5 separate regions of the Mus musculus genome follow, and regions 1, 3, 4 and 5 are each linked to region 2. The links are chromatin contacts, called in public HiCAR-type and promoter capture Hi-C maps. All regions are on one chromosome and are shown on one strand. The core of a region is the stretch at or near the end of the contact, and the rest is flanking DNA. Distances in the headings are between cores, read along the strand shown.

The links. Promoter capture Hi-C pulls out the DNA fragments that hold promoters and counts their contacts. HiCAR-type assays count read pairs that join an accessible place to other places. Capture Hi-C pulls out chosen DNA fragments and counts their contacts.
Region 1: a contact with region 2 is called in a promoter capture Hi-C map of liver, with 6 times the contacts expected there. The contact joins the promoter of Syap1 here to the promoter of Ap1s2 in region 2. A contact is called at or near these places in 3 of 39 promoter capture datasets (cranial neural crest, maxillary cranial neural crest and pre-B cells), 6 of 484 Hi-C or Micro-C datasets (B cells, CD4 T cells, CD8 T cells and 3 more), 7 of 115 datasets of contacts at active chromatin or transcription factors (the 230-238 cell line, cardiomyocytes, embryonic stem cells and 3 more) and 2 of 9 other capture datasets (adipose tissue and liver).
Region 3: a HiCAR-type map of astrocytes shows a contact between it and region 2, with 5 times the contacts expected there. The contact joins the promoter of Txlng here to the promoter of Ap1s2 in region 2. A contact is called at or near these places in 4 of 39 promoter capture datasets (the 3T3-L1 cell line, embryonic stem cells, erythroid cells and 1 more), 1 of 484 Hi-C or Micro-C datasets (CD4 T cells), 4 of 115 datasets of contacts at active chromatin or transcription factors (astrocytes, embryonic stem cells, large pre-B cells and 1 more) and 1 of 9 other capture datasets (adipose tissue).
Region 4: a promoter capture Hi-C map of pre-B cells shows a contact between it and region 2, with 2.3 times the contacts expected there. The contact joins the promoter of Reps2 here to the promoter of Ap1s2 in region 2. A contact is called at or near these places in 1 of 39 promoter capture datasets (pre-B cells) and 1 of 115 datasets of contacts at active chromatin or transcription factors (microglia).
Region 5: a promoter capture Hi-C map of pre-B cells shows a contact between it and region 2, with 6 times the contacts expected there. The contact joins the promoter of Rbbp7 here to the promoter of Ap1s2 in region 2. A contact is called at or near these places in 5 of 39 promoter capture datasets (cranial neural crest, hippocampal neurons, liver and 1 more), 3 of 484 Hi-C or Micro-C datasets (CD4 T cells, CD8 T cells and regulatory T cells), 2 of 115 datasets of contacts at active chromatin or transcription factors (embryonic stem cells and pro-B cells) and 2 of 9 other capture datasets (adipose tissue and liver).

The regions. Positions count from the first base shown.
Region 1 is chrX:162,887,077-162,889,776 of GRCm38.p6, reverse strand. Syap1 (synapse associated protein 1) reads left to right here and starts at 1,315. Exons shown (of 9, transcript NM_025932.2): 1 at 1,315-1,708. The coding sequence starts at 1,492.
Region 2 is chrX:163,907,638-163,910,337 of GRCm38.p6, reverse strand. Ap1s2 (adaptor-related protein complex 1, sigma 2 subunit) reads right to left here and starts at 1,321. Exons shown (of 6, transcript NM_001290379.1): 1 at 1,065-1,321. It overlaps Gm52456 (predicted gene, 52456), which reads left to right and starts at 807. Exons shown (of 2, transcript NR_165469.1): 1 at 807-927; 2 at 1,040-2,228.
Region 3 is chrX:162,828,103-162,830,802 of GRCm38.p6, reverse strand. Txlng (taxilin gamma) reads left to right here and starts at 1,349. Exons shown (of 10, transcript NM_178935.5): 1 at 1,349-1,564. The coding sequence starts at 1,463.
Region 4 is chrX:162,642,392-162,645,091 of GRCm38.p6, reverse strand. It overlaps Reps2 (RALBP1 associated Eps domain containing protein 2), which reads left to right and starts at 1,434. Exons shown (of 18, transcript NM_178256.4): 1 at 1,434-1,818. The coding sequence starts at 1,585.
Region 5 is chrX:162,759,068-162,761,767 of GRCm38.p6, reverse strand. It overlaps Rbbp7 (retinoblastoma binding protein 7, chromatin remodeling factor), which reads right to left and starts at 1,396. Exons shown (of 12, transcript NM_009031.3): 1 at 1,061-1,396; 2 at 49-193. The coding sequence starts at 1,076.

The sequences.
Region 1 (2,700 bases), core at 66-2,565, 1.0 Mb after region 2:
CAGCCAGGTCTATTCCATATGTGTGCGCATGATTTGCTGTGTTGGGCATGTGTTTTAGCAGTCTACCACTGACTGAGCTTCAGTCCCAGTAAGTTCTCTAAGCTATTGTGTGAAATACTTTAAATTTTATTTATGGTATAGGTAGTCACAGAGCCTGTGTAGAGATCAGAGGACAGAGAACCTGCAAGGGTCAGTTTTATCAGATAGGTACCAGGAATCAAACTCAGGTTGCCAAACTTGGTGGCAAGTACCTTTACCTGCTAATCCATTTTACCTACCCACTGTAAACCAATTTTTAATCTATAAGTACCCCACCCCAACTTCTTCCTTACAATTAATTTCCTTTCTTTCTTTCTTTCTTTTTTTTTTTTTTTTTTTTTTGGTATTTTGAGACAGGGTTTTTCTGGCTGTCCTGGAACTCACTTTGTGGACCAGGCTGGCCTCGAACTCAGAAATCCTCCTGCCTCTGCCTCCCGAGGGCTGGGATTAAAGGCATGTGCCACCACGCTCAGCTGATTTCCTTCCTTTTTTCCTTTAGGTTTTTTTTTTTTTTTAATGTTCTGCTCTTGACACAAGAACTTAGGTAGCCCAGGCTGGCCTAAATCACTATGCATTACTCCCAGCTTTGGGTTAAACTCAGGAGGAGGCTTGAGGCCTCCTTTTCCAAGGGTGGGGGTGTAACCCGGTCCAGCTGGCCCTAAAAAAGGAGGCTGTCATCTCGAGGTAATCACAAAGTGAGACCAGGTAGGAGAGCCCCCAAAGATGCCAACCACACACCTATAAAGCTGGGGAAAATAAGCCGGGCGTGGTGGCGCACGCCTTTAATCCCAGCACTTGGGAGGCAGAGGCAGGCGGATTTCTGAGTTCGAGGACAGCCTGGTCTACAAAGTGAGTTCCAGGACAGCCAGGGCTACACAGAGAAACCCTGTCTTGAAAAAGCCAAAAACAAAACAAAACAAACAAACAAACAAAAAACAAAGCTGGGGAAAATAGAAAAGTGGGTAGAGAGCAAGAAGAGCTCAGCGGAGAAAACCCTTTTGGCCCTTAGCCTCTTTTCCAAAAGCAGGGGGAGGCGGGGAGGCGGGGAGGCGGGGAGGCGGGGAGGCGGGGAGGCGGGGAGGCGGGGAGGCGGGGAGGCGGGGAGGCGGGGAGGCGGGGAGGCGGGGAGGCGGGGAGGCGGGGAGGCGGGGAGGCGGGGAGGCGGGGAGGCGGGGAGGCGGGGAGGCGGGGAGGCGGGGAGGCGGGGAGGCGGGGAGGCGGGGAGGCGGGGAGGCGGGGAGTCGATGCAGAGGGGGCGGAGCCTTAGCCGGACATGACGCATGCGCGGCCAGCTGAGCCGCCGTCAGAGAGGGTGGGCCAAGCTTCGGGAGGTCTCCGGTTCCGGTCAGTCTCCCTCGAAGACCAGCGGAGTCGGATCAGCCAGTGGTTAAGGGTGCCAGGGCTCTTGGGCGAGGGGACCGCGGCAGAGGCGGCGGTGACCCCGCGGGCGGGATGTTCGGAGGGTTGAGCAGTTGGCTGGGCTTGAAGCCGCCCGAGGGGGCGGCGGCGGAGGGAGAAGAGCCTCCCAGCCGGGACGGGGACAAGCTGTCCGCGGGAGCCGCGCCTTCTGAGGAGAGCCCCGAGCGGCCCGTGGAGCCCACTGAGGAGCAGCAGCAGCAGCCGCCGACGGAGGACCCACAGTTCCTCCACCAGGCCAAAGGCCTTGGCAGTGAGTTCTCTCTGGGACCTGAGAGTGGACTGGGAGGGGACGCGGGGATGTTGATGTACGAGGAGGGGGACGGTCCTCTCTGACATGGGCTAGTTGGCTAAGGAGCTGGACAACGCCAAAGTTCACCAAGCAGTCACTTCATCTCCTCGACGTGCCTAAGGACTTGTCGCTTTCCTGCAAAGTTTGTAAACTTGGGAAGCCGGAAAGCGATCAGTGTGCTGCTGTCTTCAGGGTTTTGACAAGGAATTCGGTTTGTTCAACTTGAAAACGTTCATTTGAATCTCCAACTCTGACTCCCAGCTAGAATTGGTTTAGAAAAATGCCTTTTGTCCCAAGAAAGGACTGAAAGGTATTGTCTAAAGTAACTTCGTTAAGTTACTCGAGCCGTGGTGGTGGCTCACGCCTTTAATCCCAGTACTCAGGAGACAGAGGCAGGCAGATTTCTGAGTTCGAGGCCAGCCTGGTCTACAGAGTGAGTTCCAGGACAGCCAGGGCTATACAGAGAAACCCTGTCCAAAAAAAAAGTTACTCGAGCCATAGTCATTCATGCCTTCTTTTGATTTTTTTGAAGCAGGGTCTCAATCAGCCCTAGATGGTTTCGAACTTGCCATAAAGTCAAGGATGACCTTGATCCTCTCACCTCTGCTTCCCTGTCGCTTCGCGATCAGTATTTTTTTTTCTTTTCCCCTTTCAGCAGGACCTTTTTCCCTTAAGGTGGGAAAGAAGGTGCCAATTGTCTGCTATACTCAAGTTCCAGTGCTAGATCTTTGGTGAATAATAAATCCCTCATTTCATCTATTCACAATCCCCAAGGGGTTGGGGAAACAAGTCCAGCGTTTTACTGATAGTAGTACAAGTAGATTTTGAGCCAAAAATCTACCTGATTTCACTTTCCAATTTTATTATCCAGTTGAACAAACAGTAGTTCTTAAGAATATAAATACCTGCTGTATTAATTCTCGAGAGACTTTGGCAGGCTTACATAGTTAAAG
Region 2 (2,700 bases), core at 72-2,571:
ATTCACCACACAACCTTAAATTTGAACACCCGGAGGAGGAATTTACGTAACTAATATAAAATCAAATTGGCTCTAGACAGGAAATCCACCTCGCAATATCCCAAAAAGGCATCAAGAAAACATCCGGATATTTATGGCGTAGCCATTTAACTTTAATAAAGTTAAAATTGGCTATTACCCCACACAACACTATATAATTCATTGAGAGCAAAGTGCCACCCTTGTAAGTCCTGAAGACAGCGGCATCGAAAAGAACGGCATCGAAAGAACTGGACATTGAACGCAAACCGTTATCAGAACTTGGGGAAGGGACCGATCGGTTTTCTTAAATCTTGACCAGGAGAGATGGTTTGCTAATGACTGGGGTGTGCTCTAGGCTATCTGTAGCGGGGTCCAGTATCCGCCCTACCACTTTGGAGGACGAAGAAACCAAGCATTTTCCTCAAAACAAATGATGTGCTAACATGGGACGAAACCCGCGGCACAAGTATTCCTTTTCCCTCGCTTTGATTTTTGCCGCAAATCCCGGGACAACAATTTCTCCAGATTGGTATTAAAACAAAAACAAAACAAAACAAAACAAAAAACCCAACAATGAGCTCAGCCTTGGAGTGGGCTCTGGTCCAGCATCCCTGGGGTCCCGCAGTCTCGGACGCCTCCCCTCCTCCCGGGACTACACTCCATCAGTACCCAAAGCTGGGCGAGGTGACCGGCAAGGAGTGGAGCAGAGACAATGGCATCCGCTGGCCCGCCAGGGGCGCCAAGTCCTCGGTCGCCGTCACCCCAGCCCCTCCCCAAAACGCCCCGTCAAACTTGAGGCGATCAGCGAACCACAGGTGCCGCGGGGTCCCCGCGGAACCTAGGACCGGTTCCCCTGCATCACCGGCGCGCTGCCGAGTGGAGAGCGGAGCGCTACCGCCGGCAGAAGTGAGTTTCGGGGCGCGGCGCCCCGGGAGGACTCGGGGTGGGGTCGTCGGGGCGCTCACGGGGCGGCGGGGGGCGCGTCCCAGCCATCACTCCCTCTTTCCATCCCTGCCAGCTCAGCGGACTCCTTCAGCACTTACGGCGGCGGCGGGCCGCGGACGCGGCGGAGCTGGGCTGGCCGCGGAGACTGAGGCGCCGGCAGCTGCTGAGGGGAAGCCCCCGTCGCCGTGCTGTGGAAGGGAAGCCGTGGTGCCGCGGGGAGGGGACCCGTCTGGTGGAGGGCAGGCTTAGGCTGCGAGGGTAGGGCGAGCCGACAGATCCCGCCCTGGAGGCTGGACGGAGGAGGAGCCCGGGCTGCGGCGAGCGGAGAGGCGGACCGGAGACCGCGCGCCAAGCTGCCGAGGGGGCGCCAACCGCCTCTAGAGTGAGCGCTGTTGCCGGCAAGAACGAGAAGCCGATTGGTCAAATAACCGCAGGGTAGGCGTGGCGAGGGCCGGAAGTCTGGCCACGTGACCCGGAAGCGGCCTAGGCTGTGGCCAGCGCGCTTGCGTACTTCGGGCTGTGCTGCCGGGACGCGGCGCGCGCGGCTGTCCTGGCTCCTTCCGTGGCAGGGTGATGGGGCTCCGCGGCGCCCTTAGCTGACCCCGTGGTGCAGGCTAAAGGATGGTCCGCACCGCAAAGGGGCTGATTCCGAGCGCCAGTGACTCCGTGGGTCTCCAGAGGGTTGGGCGGGGAGGTGTGACAGTCGGCGATGATGGTGGGAGCCAAGGACAGGAGTGCTGCAACTCAGGGGAAAACAAGTCAGCGCTGTCGCGGTGCTCGTGCCCGCGTTTGCAGGGAGGCCCCTCCTTTCCAGCCCCAGCTAACCTAGACATTTCTCGCCACAAGCTTTGCTAGAGCCTCTCTTCAGGGCTTGCTTCCCCCAGCAGTGCGGCGGACTGGAGGAGTTGTAGTCCGCTCTCTGCTGCAAAAAAAAAAAAAAAAAAAAAAAAAAAAAAAAAAAAATCCAGACAGCGCTTAGTCCTTTTAGATCCCGCTTCCTTCTCACGGTCTCGCCCGCACCTTCCCCATCCCGGGTTCCAGTTTAGCCTTGGCTGATGACTCGCTCGCCTTGGCATGTCCTTCCTCTAATGTCACATCTATAAAGCCTCACCCTAAAGCCCCGGAACAACGAATTCCTCTTTTACCCACATGCTTCTGTTTAGCGCACCTTGGATTTTATTCGTTTAACAACCTAGTTCTCTGCCTGGTTTTAACACTACTGATAAATGTGAGTTGTCTAATAAAATTATAAAATGATGATAGACTTGTTAAAAAGCTGAAATGTTGACTTAGTCTGGGCGTATGATGGATGTCTGTGTTTTATTTGAATGGTGGAATGGATGGATCATCGAGTTCAACTCATCTTTTATAGATAAGGGGAATGGAGATCCACAGGATTAGGTGACCTTGCTTGGACAGCCATGGATTTCCCCTGTCAAATGCTACTCATTACTACTGTCACCTCTGTCCCTACAACAAAAGCCAGAACAGAGTATTCATTGGGCATGCCTTTCTTTGCAGAGATTACTAAACAGGAATTGTAAATTAACTAATGTAAGAAAAAAAAGATGCTACACTTTTAGCGAAGCTGTGTTTACTTAATGTAAAGAACCCCCTTATTAGACATCAATGTTCATTTTTATGTCTTAGAGTGCCAATGTAATAGGATCTTATACGTTAGGAATTTGAGGTCATTTTGTATATGCTTTTGTTTAGCAAAAATAAAACTAGAAT
Region 3 (2,700 bases), core at 100-2,599, 1.1 Mb after region 2:
GGGTACTCATCATATATAATAAGTAAATAAATAAATAAATAAATAAAATCTTAAAAATTTTTTTTCAGCATGGCTGGGTGTGGTTGCACACGCCTTTAATCCCAGCATTTGGGAGGTAGAGGCAGGTGGATTTCTGAGTTCAAGGCCAGCCTGGTCTACAGAGTGACTTCCAGGACAGTCAGAGCTACACAGAGAAACCCTGTCTCAAAAAAACCAAAAAAAAAAAAAAAAAAAAAAAAAAAAAAGAATTTCTTCAACTGAACTGAGCTGGAGTGTAGTTCAGTGGTTGAGTGCAGGTGTTGTATGTATGAGATCCGTGGTTTGATAATGAGCACCACAAAAAAAAAAAATAACAATAAAACCCCCAAACAACATTAATAACAAAACCAACCCTATTTTCTCCTAAGAATTTGCTCATTTGAAATTTTCAGTCCCTCAAGTTATTTAAGTTTTGGCTCCTGGTATCACTGTTTTGTGTTCAACTGTAGGAAAGTATATTTGTACAGATTTTCATAGTGAATTATTTCAATTCCGGATTTTGTGATGGTCAGTGACTTCTAGACACTAGGCCACTAAGGATCTGGTTCCATTAAATAGAAAACAGGGGATATTTCTGAGTGACCTTCTCTAACATATCAAGAAAAAAATAACTGTTTTAGTAAACAGAGTTCGTGATATTTTTAATTAGCAAAACATATGGTGCAAAAAGCAAGACATTTTAAATACGAATTAATCTTGAACTAACATGGAGAACTGTACTTGAAGCCAGATCAGTTGGGCAAAGGTGAATAGGCTTCCAGCCCAAAGGAACTCTGGACAGTTAAACCTTGGGGAGAACTCTGGTAGAGAGGCTGTACTCTGGGCAAGTGTCCAATGTTCCAAATTCTGAGACTGCATCTCCCACCTCGAAAATAGCGAAGTTAAAAGAGTCTCTTATTCTCAAATTATACTTGCACAATTATGAAGAAGAGCAAAAAAAGCAAAACCACAAAGAAGTGTCTCTGATTCTATTCCTTCTCAAACTCTGGAAGATTTTAAAACTTTTCTTGTAGGTTAATAACGACTACTTTCCGGTACCGCGACATTGCCGCTCAGAGACTACAAGCCCCAGAAGGCTGCACACTCAGCACAGCGGGTACTCTTCCCCCAGGACGCTCCTATCCGGATTCATGGCTGGACGCCGGGGCCGCACATTCTTCTGGGACTCGTAGTCTACTCCCTTTCCCGGTCCGCGCAGACTCCAGCGGCCTCTGTCTGCCCTTCGGCCCTAACAGAAGCCCAGCCCAAAATTTTACGCTCCCCACCCCCAACAAACTGCCTTTCCTCAGGAGCCAACCTCCTCCGGTCACGTGAGAAGACTCTCACGCTACGATTGGTTGGGGTGTAAAGGGGGCGGGGCTGAAGCCCCTGAGAGGTTCCGTGCCCCTGGTCCAGCCGCTTGTTTGGCTGCTGCCGTCACCTCATGGCGACTCGGCTTGAGGAGGTAACGCGAGGAAGAGGCGGCGGTACTGAGGAGGCTAGTGAGGGCGGACGGGGCGGACGGCGACGTAGCCCCCCGCAGAAGGTCAGTGGAGGGGACGCCTTCGTTGTGGTTGGGTCGCGGGGATGATTGGGTTACCCTTTTTGGGGTTCACCTCTTCACTTACCCCTTTACCTTTAGCTACGGGACGAACATCCGGCCCGTTCCCCCTTTTCCTTCAGAAGAGTGACGATAGTTGGGGAGCAGGTGCGGGGTGGTTGTGACTGAAATGGATCTGGTGAGAAGGGACGGTGGTTGGGACTTGGGGACACTACGCCTAGTAGGGGGCTGAGGGAGGACATGGTGGACCCCGGTCTGAGAGGGTGAAGGGGTGCTAGGCAGGGGCGCTCCAGGTGTGACAGCCACGTGCGGCGGGTGCTGCCCCGGGTGTTGAGTCTTCAGCCTGTGTGGTCACCGGGCACTGGGACTCCGCTGCCCAAGGAGGTGACGGGGTGGGGGTGGGGGCTTATCGGGGTACGGGGTAGCCCTCTCCGTGTTGGGCAGGTGCGTAGGGCGCGCGCTGCGGGGTGCTCCCCGGCCTCAGAGCTGAGGCTGTTGCGCAGTAAGATAACAGCGCAGAAGCCGGGGCTGCCTTTCGCCCCTTCCCCCCTTCCCCTTGCCCCCCCGCGGTCCCCCGCGACACTGCGCGGGTGGCTACGCGGGGGACGCCGCGGGGCTCCCGGGATCCACAACGGGGCTTGGTCTCTGGGCATCATGGACCTGCCTTGAGTGTGAGGCTGGGGATGAGGTGGTGATGCTGGGGAACCAGCATCATCTTCTGATAGCTGTCTCCGGCTTCCTGCCACTACCCTCTGTTTCTTTTCTTTCTTTTTAATTTGATAAGTGGAAACTTGAGTTTCCTCCTGGGCTTCGGTTTTGGTCTTTCTTAATCTAGGAGAAGAGCTGGACTGTTTGTTTCCCCTTGCCTTACTTGACTCACGTCAAGGAGTTTTCAGTGTCTCCCTGGATACAAGAAAATCGAGATCTCTTTCAGAATGGGAGAAATCCACTTGTTCTGGAGCTCAGTGGGTGGAGTTTTGACAATGATTGCACAACGAGTAGGGTACAGGGCTTTCAGGCCCAGGAACCAAGAACTGGGGTGTATGGTATTGAAAAAGTGTAAATTCCATCCCTTTGCCTTGCAGGAGAACATACTGAAACCGCTTGACTTGTTGGACACC
Region 4 (2,700 bases), core at 185-2,684, 1.3 Mb after region 2:
GGCAGAAACAGGCAGATCTCCATGAGTTTGAGGTCAGCATGGTTTGAGGCCACAGAGAGTTCTAGGACAGCCAGGGCTATGTAGAGAGACCCTGCCCTAAAAAATAAAAAACAGATTTTTCTTTTGGAAAAAATGCAAATATACAAGACTTATAACTGACATTTTCAACACTGTTGTGGGGCAGACGTTTTTCTTCTAGTATATTATTTGTGGATCCCCCCCCCTTTTTTTTGCAGGCTAGCTTGTAATTCACAGTGTAGCTAGAGTAGATTCAAAATTTTGGTCATTCCCCTGCCCCAGCCTCCTAGTGTTAAGGTTACAAACAAGAACCACCACACTTTTGGCTAGAGCAATAGCCATCAGGGAAGAAGCCCATTTGAACACACACACACACACACACACACACACACACACACACACACACGCACACGCACACGCACACGCACACTGGGTTTTAAAGTTCTGAGTTCCAGTGTTGACTTTTTTGGTAGGAACTTGGACAAATAAATTTTGGACAAAATGTAAAAAACTGTTGTTTTCCTGCCAAAAGAAGTGTTTTCTGAGCCAGATGTCTTAAGAAAAGACCTTGTCTAAAAAAAAAAAAATAAGAAAATAAAAAAATCCTTCCAGAAAGTGAGGACTCTGTGTTACAGAGGTCAGTACTTTCAGGACTTAAGAAGCATAAATTTTCCAGATAGTGTCTCTCACCAACTGTTTCCCAGATTTCAGTCAAGCAGTGGAGCATAATGGACCTCATATCTGAAAAACAAACAAACAAACAAAACCCCAAAACGCCTCTTCCCACTTCTTTCTCAAGGACCTTCTGAAGTACCTTCTTCAAGAAATACCTTCTGGCACTTCTCAGTAAGGTTCAAATCCAGATCCCAGCCATACCTGAGAAAGTGGCCAAACCCCATCATCTCTGGGGTGCTGCTGGGACCCCATTCACATCTTTGTTTTTGTTTGTTTGGTTGTTTTTTTTTTTTTTTTTTTTTAGCTTTTCAGGACATAGGAGGAAGGGAAATCCAACTTTTTGTGACTGGTCCTTTTTCTAATTGGACACCACATCCCTATGGGACTCCTAATGAGACAACATCTCAGTTTTCCCCATCCCCTGAAAAACTCTTTTTCTTGTGTGTGTGTCCAGATGTTCCCTTCTTAGCCAGGGTGGAGAGCCCAAGATGCCCCTCAGGAACACGGTGGGCTAGGTGGGCGTTGGCAGCAGCTCTCTCTGCCTGGCCTCCCTTGCAGAGCAGGTGAAAGGCTTGGGAGGGCGGCAGCCAGAGTTGCGTTCCTTACCTGGCGAAGGGGCGGAGCGGGGCGGGCTTTCGGGGAGGGGCCCAGGTGGGATTTCGGGCTGTGATTGGTCAGCGCCGCGCCTGTCTCCATGTGCCGCGCAGAGGAGGCACAACATTCAAGCCCGGAGGGGGCGGGGCCGGCGCTCTCTTGGAGGAAGCGGCGGCGCTGCAGCTGCGGGGCGTGGGGGCGGCGGCTTCGGAGGCCGAGGCGGCGGTGGTGGCCCTGGCGGCAGCACCAGCACCTCGGCCAGGGAAGGCGGTCGGTTCGGACGCTACAGAAGGCCCTATGGAAGTGGCAGCGGGCGGAGGCTGCGGCGCCGGGCCGCCTTTGCTGCTGAGCGATAGCGAGCAGCAGTGCTACTCTGAGCTCTTCGCGCGCTGTGCGGGCGCTGCAAGCGGGGGCCCCGGACCTGGTCCCCCCGAGGCTACCAGGGTCGCCCCCGGCACTGCCACTGCGGCCGCTGGTCCAGTAGCTGATCTGTTTCGAGCGTCGCAGCTGCCACCAGAGACATTGCACCAGGTATGTCTCTGCGCTCTTTTATCCCTCTCTGGTCTGTGGGGGCAGTGTCTATGGGAAGAATGGGGCAACAACGACTATTCCCAGGGACTATTCCCGGAGATCTGGAGGGCGGTGGCCAGGACCGCAAAAAAAAAAAAAAAAAAAAAAAAAAAAAAAGGGGGGTGCTCTCTTGCCGAGGATGGCGGCGACGCCCTTGTCCCCAGGGACACCAGCCTCCTCTGCAGCTCATCTGCTCCTAGCCTAGTGCTTGGCTGTGCTCTTCGTCTCTTGAGAAAGTCTGACACCCCTATCATATCTGGGGGTTCTACAATCTCCCAGACCCAAAGTTTGCCCTGTTCCGAAAGTGATGTTTGTTTTGGCTGCTGTTTGCTTTAACCTCTGTTCCTTGCTCCTGCCCCTCCCTTTGTTGACTACACTCTCGGGGTGCCTTGTTGGGATTTGAACTTGAAGGGTGTGTACATGTGTGTCTGTAGGCTCTGGGCCTACAGCTACATGTTGTCCTTTATACTTGTGATATGTACATATCTGCTACATAGATTTGTTCACTAATGTATTTCTGATTATTAGTATAGAACTGGAAAACCTTAAAGCCCAATTGTAGAACAGGGACTCAGGGCTACAAGATAGGAACATTGATCAAGTTCAAAGTAAGTTCCCCATTTGGGTCCAGGGGTGGATTCAGAAGTCTACAGCTGTAGTTTGTCATCTTATTGTCACTTGACTTTGACGTGGAGTTACGAAACAGACGGTGTCATAGCTTCTGTCTGTCTGCCCCGTACCTGGAAAGGAGGGAGGAGTGATTCACTGCAGGTGCTGTTTTGTGCTTTCCTCGAGGCTTGGAGAAATTGCTTGGGAAGCCCTTTGTCTGTCGGTTGATGTTAC
Region 5 (2,700 bases), core at 147-2,646, 1.1 Mb after region 2:
ACATGGTACTTAAATCTACACAAAATAGAAGTTGGCAGAAACCCTTACTTAGTCACTTCAGGAAGCCACTGAACGGTAAGACTGGGCCACTGAAGAGCATGGGTCATAACCAGGTCATACAGAAACGGTGTATTCTTCTTCCAGATTTTATACTCTTCGTTGATGACACGCTCCTCCACAGTATCTTCAAACACTGAAATTTGGAGAAAGCCCACAATTAAGTGGCTGAGAAGGCTCGGAGTCAAAGGCATGGCTACGGATCCTGGAGGTCACCTCGAGACGGCCACACCTTATCTATTCTTTCCTTTTACCTATCCTGCTCACACGAACTGCTCTCCCACAAAGTGAGAAGATCAACATCAGGAAGCGTTTTCGCCTCCACTTCCAAGATCGGGATTCCGGCGCTTACCCGAATTGGGTCATTAATTGCCCTACCACCGAGCTCGTCAGCCTTTTTATAGCCGCTCGCACCTGTTCTACGATGATCCGCATTGTAAACCGGTGCCCCGACCCACTCGAATAGATCCAATCCACGTGGAACAGCAGCAGCCCACAGGCCTGCTCCCTCCACCCCCCACCCTCGCAGGAGGCCCCAGCTCCCCACCAAGCCACGATCGGCAGCCATAGTCCGGCGGGATCCAGCTCCTCCCCCCCCTCCCGACACGGACACGGGCCGCGACCCCAGACGGACGACGACCACGCGCACGGAAGAATCCGCGCCCGCCGCTGACTTCTCGGGCCGCGAGCGCCTGCGCCCCCGAGCCAAGGGCGTCGGAGGGAGCTAGGCCGCGGGGTGGGGGTGGGGGTGGGGGAAGGGGGGCCTCTCTCTCGGCCCCCGCGCCCGGCTCCGGAAATGCTCCCGGCCCTCGGCGGCGACCAGGCCCCGTGTCGCGCAGGCCCCCTTGCAGGCGCGCGGCGAGTCTCGCGCCCAGCCCCGCCCCCTGCTCCTCACGCCAATTCGCGCCTTTCGTCAGCGCGTGCCGAGGCCTCGGGAGCCCGCCAGCCCCCCGGAGTCCCGGCGCCCGCACGCCCGCCCGCCCCACAGGGCAGGCATCCTTACTCTCTTTACTCGCCATCTTGCGTCGGGTCGTTTCGCCCCCCTTGGCCGCCTCGGACTTCTCTCTCGCTAGTCAAGAGCAGCCCGGCAGGCGCTCCTTGCCTCTCCCAGGCACGTCACGCAGTCCTCGCTCGGAAAAGCCTGAGTTCGGTCTGGCCGTCTGGGTTCTCCCCCCAGACGCCGCGATCTCCTCTTCTGCCTCCTCCCCGCTGGCGGGTAGCGAGGTCTGAGCCGCTCTCCTCTCTCTCCCTCTCGCCAAACTTGGAACGAGACTTTTCAACCCGCGCCTCTCAGCCCGCCCAGGCAGCTGAGCGCAGGCGCAGCCGCCCTGGGAAATTGGAGAGGCGGAGAAGAGGCGGGCCTGGGAGCCAACGGCTCGGCGGCTTGGACCAATAGCGTGCGACGGGAGGGTCTGACGCGCTCTCCGGGGGTGGGCTTCTCGAGAGTGGGTGGGGCGTTCCGCGGCAGGAAGTCGGCGAGGCGCAGGCGCGAGGCGTCACTCCCCAGGCTGGCCGCGGGGGCGGCTGGGCCCGCGCGGGGGTGGGGCGGATGCGAGCGCGGTGTGCAGGCTGCGCGGGGGCTGCGAGCCCCAGGGCCAAGAAGCCTGGGGCCCGCGGGGCGTGGTTGCTTAAAGCAGCAGCCGCGGCGGCGGCGGCGGCGGCGGGGGTGTGCGAGGGGGGCAGGGAAGCTGCAGCCGCCTTAGCAAAGCAAAATCTCAGAGCCAGTGAGGAAAATGGTTTCCTGGTCTCGAGAGATTACACTGCCCGCAAAGTCTCCCAGATAATCACGGCCACGCAGTTTTCTGCACCCCTCAAAGGCTCCCCCATTCAACTGTATCGAGGGCCCAGTCGAGCTCTGGTGACATTTGTCATAAGCGAAAGGGACCTTTAGGAGAGACCTTGGGCGGGTTTTTCTTTTTTCTCCCAGAAGCTGGGCAGACCTTTATTTAAGGCCTGCGATGGCGCAGGCCTTCAATCCGCCCCTCGTCGAAAGTTGACTTAAATGACTTTTTGTATGTTCACCTTTGTGCGTCCTTAACCTACTGGTTCTTTAGCTTCCTGCTGCTGCAGGGGATTTTGTGCCTGCCACTGCTTCCCTATCTCAGTTCCTGCCTAGGCCCCTGCTGAGTCATTCTTGTCACCTGAAGGGGTCCCATTTTGACCCTGCAGCTGGCTGCTGAACTGGAGAGAGCTGGGCTGGGCTAATCTAGGCCTGCATACCTGAGCTCTGCATTTCTCTGAAGCTTTTTAGCCTTGGGGGGGGGGGTGAAGAGAAAGCCACATGATCCCAGGGAGAAAAAGAGGGCCAGAGCAGAGGGGCCCAGGCGCCTACGCTTAAAGGGAACCACAGTCTACATCTAAACTCAGAGGCTCTCCTTGCAGAAACACCCCCGGAACATTTGTTCCCTTGATAGCTTTCCAAGTGCCTTCATGCTTAAACGCAACCATGCAGAGGCCTCGAGGATGCTCTCTTTTCTGATCGAGAAACCAACTCAGACGTTACTCTAGTATGTGACAGAAACAGTCACGTTCCCTTATATAGAAATTTACTGTCTTGGGTCTCTTGTTTTCCCATGTGGTACAATTCATTATTATAACGCCCTCCCTCCATGTCAGCTCCAAGAATCTTGCTGGTGACTAACG